Linked DNA regions of Anser cygnoides: region 1 is linked to region 2. A link is a contact called in public Hi-C data. All regions are on one chromosome and are shown on one strand. Each heading gives the region's core, a stretch centred on a gene start, on an enhancer-like site or on the middle of the called end of the contact. The rest is flanking DNA. Distances are from core to core; before and after follow the strand shown. Region 1 holds the start of ZNF346 (zinc finger protein 346). Region 2 holds the start of LOC106032875 (ovoinhibitor-like).

Region 1 (4,737 bases), core at 1,896-4,395, 290 kb before region 2:
CTTGCTTTCTGTGCTTCTTGCCTACGTAATGCTGTTTTGCCATAAGGGGGTTGTTGAAAGTGGCATGGCAGAGGCTACAGAACTTGTCTGGGTCAGCAATGTCCTTGTTCTCTTCGTTAGAAGACACGGTAGAAGTGGGGAGGGTAGCAGGATGTTTCTGTGGGGGCGCTACTTCTGTAGGGGGAATCCAAACTCTTGGTCAGTCACAGAACTCAGATGCAGAAGAAAAAGTCATCTTACTTCCCCAAAACATGCAAAACAAACAAACAAAAAAACCAAACACCCCAAAAGCAAACCTAGTCAGAAAACGTAAAAACTCTGGACAAACTGATGTCACCCCTACCTCTTCCCTTAATCCTCCGGGTGCGTGCTAAGACAACTCCCAGCAGGGGCACTGAACACCGGGCAGAAGCTTTCCAAATACCCAAGAGCTCCTCTCACGCCCAAGTGACAGGCGTGCACCAGACTGCTCCCGTGTCCAGCCACCCTTCCCCAAGGCTCCTCTCATGTCTGAGCTCTGCCTTAGCTGTGCACAGTCTGTAGGGCAGGACGTGGCAGACGCCACTGGCAAAGCAGGAGGTCAGGACAAGCAGATGCCCACACTTCCCAGCTACACATCCCCAGCCCCCAGCTATCTGCAGCTCAGAAGTCCCTGAGCCACAGAAGCTGTACCTTTACACCTGAGCAGCCCTGCCCAATTCACCTTACAGGCGTTTCACCGGTCACTTTGGTTTCTGCAAGCTTTTAGCAAGCATCACATCCCGTGACAGATATTTCTACAGCTTTCCCTGGAAAACAGCTCTGTCCCATTCCTTACATACAAGGATGGGTACAACACTGCTGAAAGCTTCACTTCACCCAAGCAAGAAATAAAAAAAAACACCCCAAACATGCTGACTTTTAGTCAACACCAGCCTACCAAGCAAGCTGCTGAGAGAAGCAGCAGTCTCTGGAGGTGTACTGCTGGCCTACCTCGCTTCACAGGCACACGTACCCAAAAAGGCTCAGACCTGGGGTCCAACGACACTTCCCAGTGCAGAATCACCACGTGCAGCATTTTCTAGCTGGCATGCTACAATGTGAAGGCACTGCAGTCATACCTTCTGCTTTGGGGGACTGCTGCTTCACGTTCTTGGCGTGCGTCTTCCCCAGGTAGTGAGACGTTGCCACAGCCGGAGAGGAGAAGGTCATGTTACAGATGGGGCAGCACTTGTTCCTATCCTCCCCGTTGCTGCCTTCCTGCTTGCTCTCCTGCGCACACAGAACCACAGAATGGCTGAGGTTGGAAGGCACCTCGGGAGTTCATCTTGCTCAGCGTTCTTGTTACAAGAAAGAACGCTAAGGCATTTGAGAAAACAAAATAATCTGAGACACTGAGATGCGAAGTTGGAAATTTGACTGTTCCATGGTGCTGCACTGTCCTCCCATTGACTGGACAGCCTTCCTGCTTCACGTTACTTCTTTGTCATCCTAGCGAACCGCTCTAGGGAGAGGGGCTGCCTGTCCTGGCTTGTATGGGCTGAGAACAAGGTTAACCACGGGGCTGCCAGCACTGGATCAGCCAGCCTTCTGCTCTCCACAAGGTGTGAGCCACGCAACACAAACACCACTATCAGCTGGGTCATCGGCAACACGATGCTGGCCGAGCAGGCAGCAGCAGTCATTTCTAAGCCTAACACTATGTGCGAAGGCATCCTCCTTTATCCCCCCCTCCACCCCCACTACAAATGTTTGAGGGTTAGGGATTAAAGCTGAAGCAATCATAAGAGTAGAATCTGTTTCCCAAATGAGTCGCGGGGCAGACAGATGGCAGGGTGGAATGTGCTCCTCTCGCTGACCAACAGGCTCCAGCCACCGGCTGAAGAAACCGAAATAAGTAAAAACAGAGTTGTGCCAGAAAGAGTCCAGTTAGTTATGAACCCTGGAAATAGTTGTAATGAAATTAAATGTCATGCAGGTGCAATGATATTCCTGGCTTTTTATTCATGAATTTGCTGCTCCTATTTACTTTACCCTGTTTTATTCACGTAATTCACAGGGAGACTTTCAGTAAGAGGCAGTGTGAGTTCCTTTAAGTGAATAAGGCAATGGGAACCATACTCACCGGGACGAGGCACAGCCACAGGAGCACAGAGCCCTTCCCAGGGCTGCCTTCTTCCTTCACTCTCACACAAGCGCATGGGCTGCCTGGCAGCATTTAGCTGAGACCCACCGTGACGGACCTGGAAGGCTGGGCGCGTTGCCTCACCTGCTTATTAGCGTCCACCTTCATCCTCTTGCCGGGCGCCAGCTCGTCCTCGCCGTGGATGGACAGGTACCGCCGCACCTTGTTGGCGTGCTTCTTGCTCTGCGGGGCAGAAAGCGGCTGGGGCAGCCTGGTACGGCCCGGTACAGCAGGGCACGGCCCGGTACTGCCCGGCATGGCCCAGTACAGCCTGTTACATAGGGATAGGGCCCGGTACGGCCCAGTACAGCGGGACACGGCCTAGCACGGTCCGTTATGGCCCGGTACGGCCCAACACATAGGGGTATGGCCCGTTATGGCCCGGTACAGCGGGACACGGCCCGGAACGGCCCGGTACGTCCCGCCCGGTGCCGTGGCTCACCTGGTAGTGCGCCAGCCGCTGAGACTCGGAGATGAGCAGCGCGCTGCACACCTTGCACTGCGCCTCGGTGAAGATGTGCCCGTTCTCCCGGATCAGCCGCTCCACTGCCGGCACACAACCGCGGTCAGCCCGCTCACGGCCGGGGCCGGGCCCCGTTCCCGGCCCCGTCCCGGTTCCCCTCGCCGCCCCCGGTTCCCCTCACCTGCCTCCCTGCCCACCGGCAGCGCCGCGGCGTCCCCGTTGCTACCCGCCCCGTCCGCCATCTTGGCCGCCGCCGCCGCCACAGCAGCTCTCGCGAGATCTCCGCGCGCCTAGCAACGGCGCGGGGGGGGGAGGAGGCTTCCTGCGCCGTCACGTGCTGGCGGAGGGAGGCCGCGGCGGCCATGTTGGTTGTGGGCAGCGGAGGGAGGCGGGCCGGTGTCGGCCGCGCGGGGGCTGAGCGGCGCCATGGAGCGGTGCAGGCGGCGGGGCGAGGAGCGGGAGCGGCGTTTAAAGCGTCCTGCGGCGGCGCGGGGAGCGCGGAATGAAGTCACGCCGCGCCCTGATGTTTATTTCCAGTTAAAATCAGTCACGAGAAGCCGTGGGGCGCACCAGCGGCCCTTGAGGGGCTCCGAGAGGCGGCTGCCCCTCGTCCCCGCCATCTTCTCGGTCCCCTGCGTCCCCTGCCTCCCGCTCCCCTCGGTCCCCCTCTACCAGCCCCGCCGCCGCCGCCCTCACACGACATGGCGCCGCCCGCCTCACCTCATCTCCCCTCCCGGCCACGTGACGCGACGCCGCCGTCGCCATCTTGGTTGAGGGCAATGAGGCCTCCGCCGCCAACTTGAGTGCGGGTAAGAGACCCGCTGAGCGGGGTCGGCCCGGCCCGGGGGGGGGGGCGGTCAGCGGGGCCGGGGGGGGTTGGGGGTGTCCGGGCCCGGTGTGCGGCCGTGCCCCGACGAGGGGCCGCTGCGGACCCGGGGCTGCCCCGCCGGCAGGCCGCAGCCCCGCGGGGTGCCCACGGGGCCGTGCCCCAGCGCTTTCCCCCGAGGAGGGGTCCCGGTGCCGCCCCCCCCCCCCCGGCCCTGCAGCGCTGCTGGGGCCGGCTCCTGCCCCCCCCCCCCCCCCCCCCCCGGGCTGCCTCCATGCCATCCCCAGCGCTGCCCCCCCTCGGTTTATTTTTTCTATAACCGACCCCATCCCCGCCTACGCCCCAGTTCCTCCCCGGGGGGGCCCTTTTTGGGCAGCCCCCACCCAGCTCCTCACAGCCCCGCCACGTCCCTGCAGCGCCCGCCGTGCCCGAGGGCCCTGCGATGGCACCTGTGGGCGAGGGGACGGGGGGCCTGGGCGGGTGGCGGGGTGCTGCGGGGTGACGGGTGCCGTGGGGTGGCGGGGTGCTGCGGGGAGGGTTCTGCTCCCCCCCCCCCACGCCTCCCCTTGGAGAAAGGCGCTGCCCACGGGGCTGGCGCGGGCTCGCTTTGGGTAGCTGAGCAGTCAGCATCTCCCGCGGAGCTTGGCAGCGGTCGGCCTTGGCCTTCCGCCGCCTTCCTTCTACGAAGAGCCCGTTTCTGCGAACGGATAAATCCCGTAAACAACCCCCGTGTCCCCCCCACCGGGGTGCTGTGGACCGTGGTGTCCTGACCGTCAGCCGCTCCCGGCGCGGCGGGGGCGAGCGGAGGGGCCGGGGCTGGCGTTCGCAGGGACCGTGCGGCGCTGACCCGTGCGAGCGGGGCTCTTGCTGCCCGCGAGCATCGTGCCTCTTCCCGGGGAGGCGGGGGGGTTGTTTACGAAGCGACAGCCTGTGTCTCGAGCGGCTCAGAAAACTCATCCGGGGATGAGAGTCATTCATTTTTTGGCTTCGTTTTCAAGCATTTTTCAAGCTGTCACAGCTTGGCAGGTCTGTAGCTGCAGTGTCAAGATTTAGAATTATTCTGTCGGTAATTGCTTTCTGATTCATCAAAATGATAGATGAGAGGGAAAATGACAAATAATCACAAGTTGGGGATCTTCAAGGATATCCCTAAAAATGCGACCGGAGAAGCGCGGCGTGTGTGAGGCCCTTGTCAGGAGGTCACCTTTGCTGTCAGAGCGTTTACAAAGAAATTCTCTCGAATTCAAAGTTGTAAAAAGAGAAAAATTGCGAAAGGAATCCGCG
Region 2 (5,209 bases), core at 442-2,941:
ATTGCTGTGATCTTGACAGAACGTGCTGAGTCAATCTATTTTAACTGCAGATTTGGTTTGCAAATAATGTCTCCTTGCCGATAAGGTTCAGGTGTCATCTTTGTGGACATTGGCAGGGATTTGCTTGACCGTGACAGCTTTTACGGAGTCTGGCAATTAAGTTGTCAAGTTGCATTTTCCTCTGACAGGCAGCATTAATTGATGATAGAGTTGGCTTCAATAAGCCCTGAGAAAGATGGATATGGTGATCAGGATGAATAGAGGTCCTTGTACTTGAGAGCTGTGTTGGTCCAAAGCTCTGGAGTCCTTGACACTTGGTGTTGTTGAGATAAGGGACAGGGCAGGAGATATCTAGGCTGAATTTCGGGGAAGTAACGAAAGCAAGATACATGAATAGAGACCTCTGTAACATCACTAGGCATCAACATAGCTGGAAATGTTGGTATCTGGGGAGACTTTAACTTTGTAGATGCACACTGCAAACTACTAATGTTAGCAGAGCTCCTGGATATGAGGAGCAAACAGAATTTTCGATTAAGTAATCCCCCAAATCATGTTATTGTGGATTTGCTTTTCAAGTGAGAAGGGTGTTGATGTCCTCCTCTTAGAAAAATAATACTGAGCTGAGCTCACTCTGTTTAAATCATGCCAAAAATAGATCTGTAAATAAGGATTTTTACTACTGAGTACAGAATATGAAAGATTAAAACTTAAAAACTTGGAAAATCTAGGATCCCAACTGAGGAGACTTGTTTTGAGACCAATCTATAGAATTGACAAAAATCTGCTTAAATAAAGGAGAAAAACATGTTCAGGACTGATCTAAGCTGTGTTACTTTAATGCTGGGCAAACCTTCAGTTGAAGCTTGAAGAAAACAAGACATGAAGTGTAAAGGAATGATTAATGTATGCTATGAATGTGCCGGAAGATAATCGTGTATGGGCTAATATCAATCTTTACAAAGTTGGCTGACTTCCTAGATAAAGGAAGTACAGTAGATCTAGTCTATCCAGACAGCAAAAGCGTTTGACCTGTTACCCCGTGGGATGGTGTCATTTAGGCTTGGCGAGGTGGGTCAGGAACGGGCAACAGGGGAGGTGGTAGTGTGTGAACAAAGGGTACCACAGGAGTTATCAGTGAACAGCCAAAAAGATGGATTTGGGACCGAACTTCATGGCTTTGTTCCTTGCCTTAATACAGAGAAAGTTGGTACATGGAGTAGATCTCTGCTGAGTTTTTTTTTAAAGGCAGAAGAACAGGATTTCTCCCAGAGAGAATGGGGTAACCTTCTGGGCTGCAAGTGCCCAGGCTCAAACTGACATGGAAGGTAGCAGTGAAGAGTGCAAAATCATGCTCCAAGGTGAAATAACGAGGGTTTTGGCTACCAGCTAGGAGCTTGGTTGAAAACTACAGCAGAGGAGAAAAACCTAATTGCATTTATTCAATCGTAGGGTAAATGAGAGCCTGCAATGTGCTGGGGCAGATCCGGGAGCGGAGGGGCCCTGGCACGCTCTCCACTTGCTGGTTCCCCTCAAGCCACACAAAAGGCCCCTTCCTGGCATACGTGCCCACGTCAATCATTAGCTAGAAATCCAGAGCTGGGTAAATACATTTTGGTTTCCCGTGCTGATGACAGATTGGGTGTTACATCATAAGGTGGGACCATTTGATATGACAGTTCGCTATATATTCCCACTTCTACCTGTGCCCTTCCTCTCCCACACCGAGAGCGAGCGGGCTGTAGTGGCACTGCTGCTGTCTGCCATGAAGACCACCGGGCTCTTTGTGAGAGCGGCTGTAGCCCTCTGCTGCTTCTTAGGTGAGTGTTTCCTGTCCTATTGCATAGGTTGCTTTAGCTGAACCAGTGGCTGGGCGATCAGCAAAAGTACTGCGGTCTTGTAATGTGCAGGACAGCCTTATTCCATGAAGGAATATTCTTCCTGAGAGTGTAGCAAATAATTAGACTGACAGATCCAGGTTTCAGCAAACCTCATGCAGATGACTGCTTTCATCTTGGTTTATAGGAGGAAATTGCTGAGGCAGCAGTCTTAGTGCATGGCAGGAGCTTGCATGTGGAACTACTGGGTACAAGGGCAGAGCAAAGCTGTTTGCAATGGCATCCGTGTCCATGTGAGCAACATAAGCGCAAACTTTAATGGCTAGAATCGCTCTGTAAACTTTACTGTGCCGTCCCCGGTAACTGAGAAGTTTGTGTCTTGGGATGGATAGTGCCGGTGATCGAAAGCCATCTTAAATGCACATCTGAGCTTCTGGAAATCAAATACAAAATCTTTTAGAAGAGGTTAAACTCAGAGTGCAGAATTGAAAATGCCTATATCACTTCCCCGTAATGTCTTAGGAACCGATTAATACATGTGGTCTCCCCCCTTCTATCTGCCATCAGAAGTGGAATGAAACTTTATTTAGTAACTTTTAATTCATCTTATGACCACTTACTAACATAATGTAAGACTACATTTTCTTAAACGCAATAAACCAATCGACAAGTCGCTGAATTTAATTGTTTCATAGGAAGATTTGCATGTCATCTCTGCACATCAATATATATGTATTTTTTTCTTTTCTCTCTCTACTTTTCTTTTAGATATTACCTTTGGAATTGAGGTGAGTTACAGATTTTTCCATTTATTCTGTTCTATTCTGAGCTTCTCGTAAAATAGGAACAGTATATAATTACCTGATGAGCAAGTGGATTAAATCTAATGAAATCCTGGCTGTTCAAATAATATTTGCCAGTGCATGATTGAATGATATTGCCGAATCATGAGAAAGTAAAACACCCCCCCATTTATACTATTTTCAGTTCATTAAGTAAAATGAAGAAAGCAAGAAGTAATTATACAATCCTATTATAATAACTCTTAAATATAATTGAGTTACTCCGAGTCAAAAGGCAGTATATTACCTCCTCAAGAGGAAAGTTGTCTTAAGACGATATGCTTGAAAGCATCAAAGACCATGATTCTGATATTTTTTTCTATATGGTAAGACCCACAGTATTGTGTTCTTTTCTATCCTTATATTGGGTTGAGGAAAACGGCGGGGTCCGCATGATGGATTTGTCTGCAGGTTCTTCCCACGCAGTTACGAGACTCCTGTAACTCACCAGAGACTGTAGCATGATTGGAAACGATCAGATTTTGAGCTGAGGGGCTATGGAGTACGGCCAGGCTCCCAGTTACCAGATGCCTTCATTAGGCACCGTCTCTCCCACAGCTGTCCTTCCTCCATGTCGTGCCTCCACCAGCCCCCAGCAGGAAGGCGTAATCAAAAACTTCTGTAGAGAAGTTTCCCTGCTCTTGACAGCTTGAGCAGGTTCAAAATGATACCTCTGGGTTTCCTCCCGGCTGGAGCTGTGGGCACTGCTGCAGGAGGTGGGAGGCTGTGTGGCTTGTCCTTTCTGGGCAGGAGCTGACCTTGGGGCTGATGTTGTGCTGCTTTCACAGGTTGACTGCAGCCAGTATTCCAGCAGCATCGGCAAGGATGGGACCCTCTGGGTGGCCTGCCCAAGGAACCTGCAGCCAGTCTGCGGCACCGATGGCTCCACGTACAGCAACGAGTGTGGGATCTGCCTCCACAACAGGTGAGCTTTGCTGGAAACCCCGCAGAAGCGGCAAGGTAGGGGACTTGGGGTAAGGGTGGCAGCTCCGTCCCCCAAAGGTGGGCTGTGCAGAGGAGCATGTGAGTTAGCACCAAGGTGTTGACACTGCCAGCCGGGAGGTGACGACTGCTCTGCACAATTCCTGACACAGGTCTACTTTCTTCTAGGGAGCACAGGACAAACGTAGAGAAGGACTATGATGGAGAGTGCAGGCCAGATCATGTTACGGTATGCACAACAGTAAGACAATGTCTTGCTCTGCTGTTGTCCATAAAGACTTAATTTTATTTAATTATTTTTTTTTTTATCTATTCCTGCTATTTTTACAGATTGATTGCACCAAATACAGACAAACTGCAAAAGGTGGTAGTGTCCTGGTAGCCTGCCCAAGGATTCTGCAACCAGTCTGTGGCTCAGATAGCTTCACTTATGACAACGAATGTGGGATTTGCGCCTATAACGCGTAAGTCTTTTCTGCAGAACATCCTTCTGGATAATTAGCAATAGCTAAGGCTCTTGGAAACACTTCTGTAAAACACCAGGCTTTCTTAAGACAGGTGTCTCGGTGAATCACTTTGAAGCTGGCTGCTTGTAATTCTCCAGCCAACTTCAGTTTTCTTCCCCATTCTCTCTCTGTGCTCATGAGGGGGATCACAAAAGAGCCAGAGCAGAACCATGAACAGATCAAACTGTTGCTCCTAATACCATGTGATATGGAAATACCATGCATTTTCTGCTCAGCAAGTGGTTGCTACTATCCGTGGGGTGCATCCAGACAACTCAGCCAGTTGCTGTGTCCTATGTGGTGGGTGGGGCCTTTCTTGTCCCAGTGGTTAGAGGGAGACAGGAAAAGTTATTCTCAAGGCTCCCTAACCAAAGAACCTCTTTCTTCCAGAGAACATCACACCAACATTACCAAAATGCATGATGGAGAATGCAAGGTGGATGTTGTCTCAGTAAGTGCAATAGAAATCAAAATCTCTCTCTTAGGGCTGTTTTACAGAGAGAATCCCAGTGATTTCTCTAGGAAACTGCAAGAGTATGGTATGACAGGACTTGCAAGGGACCCAGTCCATCCTCTGGCTTTCTGCCCAGTGCGGGTGTTTTTTGCATCCTCCCTGTCCCAAAGAGAGGGTCATTCCGTATATTCCACATCAAAGGGACAAAAGAGGAGGCCCAAGGTTTTCCTGGCATTGTGCTGTACAGGTTGGCAGTTTTCTCTCTGGAGATTCCTCCCTTTGCATTTCCACCCTTTGCAATAAGCATTCAAAATTCCCATACTGGTTGCTTTCACAGACATAGTGAGATCCGTAAGAGCAATGAGCGTGCATATTTATAGGGTATAGCTCATTGTGTATTTATACAGGGCCCAGTGCCTCAGGAAGAAAAACTTATATATTTTAGCACAAAAACTTGGAGATGCAGAAAGTTCATTCTCCAACTGACAGACAGCCATTCTTTAGCCCTTCAAATCCCATGCTTAACTACAGGGAATTAGAATTAATAAGTAATCACGGTGCTGGAGAACTGGAGAGAAAACTAACACAAACCAAAACAATATTAGTCAGATTTCTAGCGAGTGAAAA

Evidence for each region. Hi-C and Micro-C count contacts between places; a contact is called where the count stands out from the background.
Region 1: a contact with region 2 is called in a Hi-C map of liver, with 2.5 times the contacts expected there. The contact joins the promoter of ZNF346 here to the promoter of LOC106032875 in region 2. A contact is called at or near these places in 2 of 7 Hi-C or Micro-C datasets (both in liver).

What each region holds. Positions count from the first base shown.
Region 1 is chr14:9,295,104-9,299,840 of Taihu_goose_T2T_genome, reverse strand. It overlaps ZNF346 (zinc finger protein 346), which reads right to left and starts at 3,145. Exons shown (of 6, transcript XM_067005407.1): 1 at 2,809-3,145; 2 at 2,249-2,347; 3 at 1,101-1,248; 4 at 1-174. The coding sequence starts at 2,991. It overlaps UIMC1 (ubiquitin interaction motif containing 1), which reads left to right and starts at 3,293. Exons shown (of 13, transcript XM_067005403.1): 1 at 3,293-3,436.
Region 2 is chr14:9,001,517-9,006,725 of Taihu_goose_T2T_genome, reverse strand. It overlaps LOC106032875 (ovoinhibitor-like), which reads left to right and starts at 1,691. Exons shown (of 25, transcript XM_013176081.3): 1 at 1,691-1,820; 2 at 2,607-2,626; 3 at 3,469-3,605; 4 at 3,791-3,851; 5 at 3,953-4,086; 6 at 4,519-4,579. The coding sequence starts at 1,766.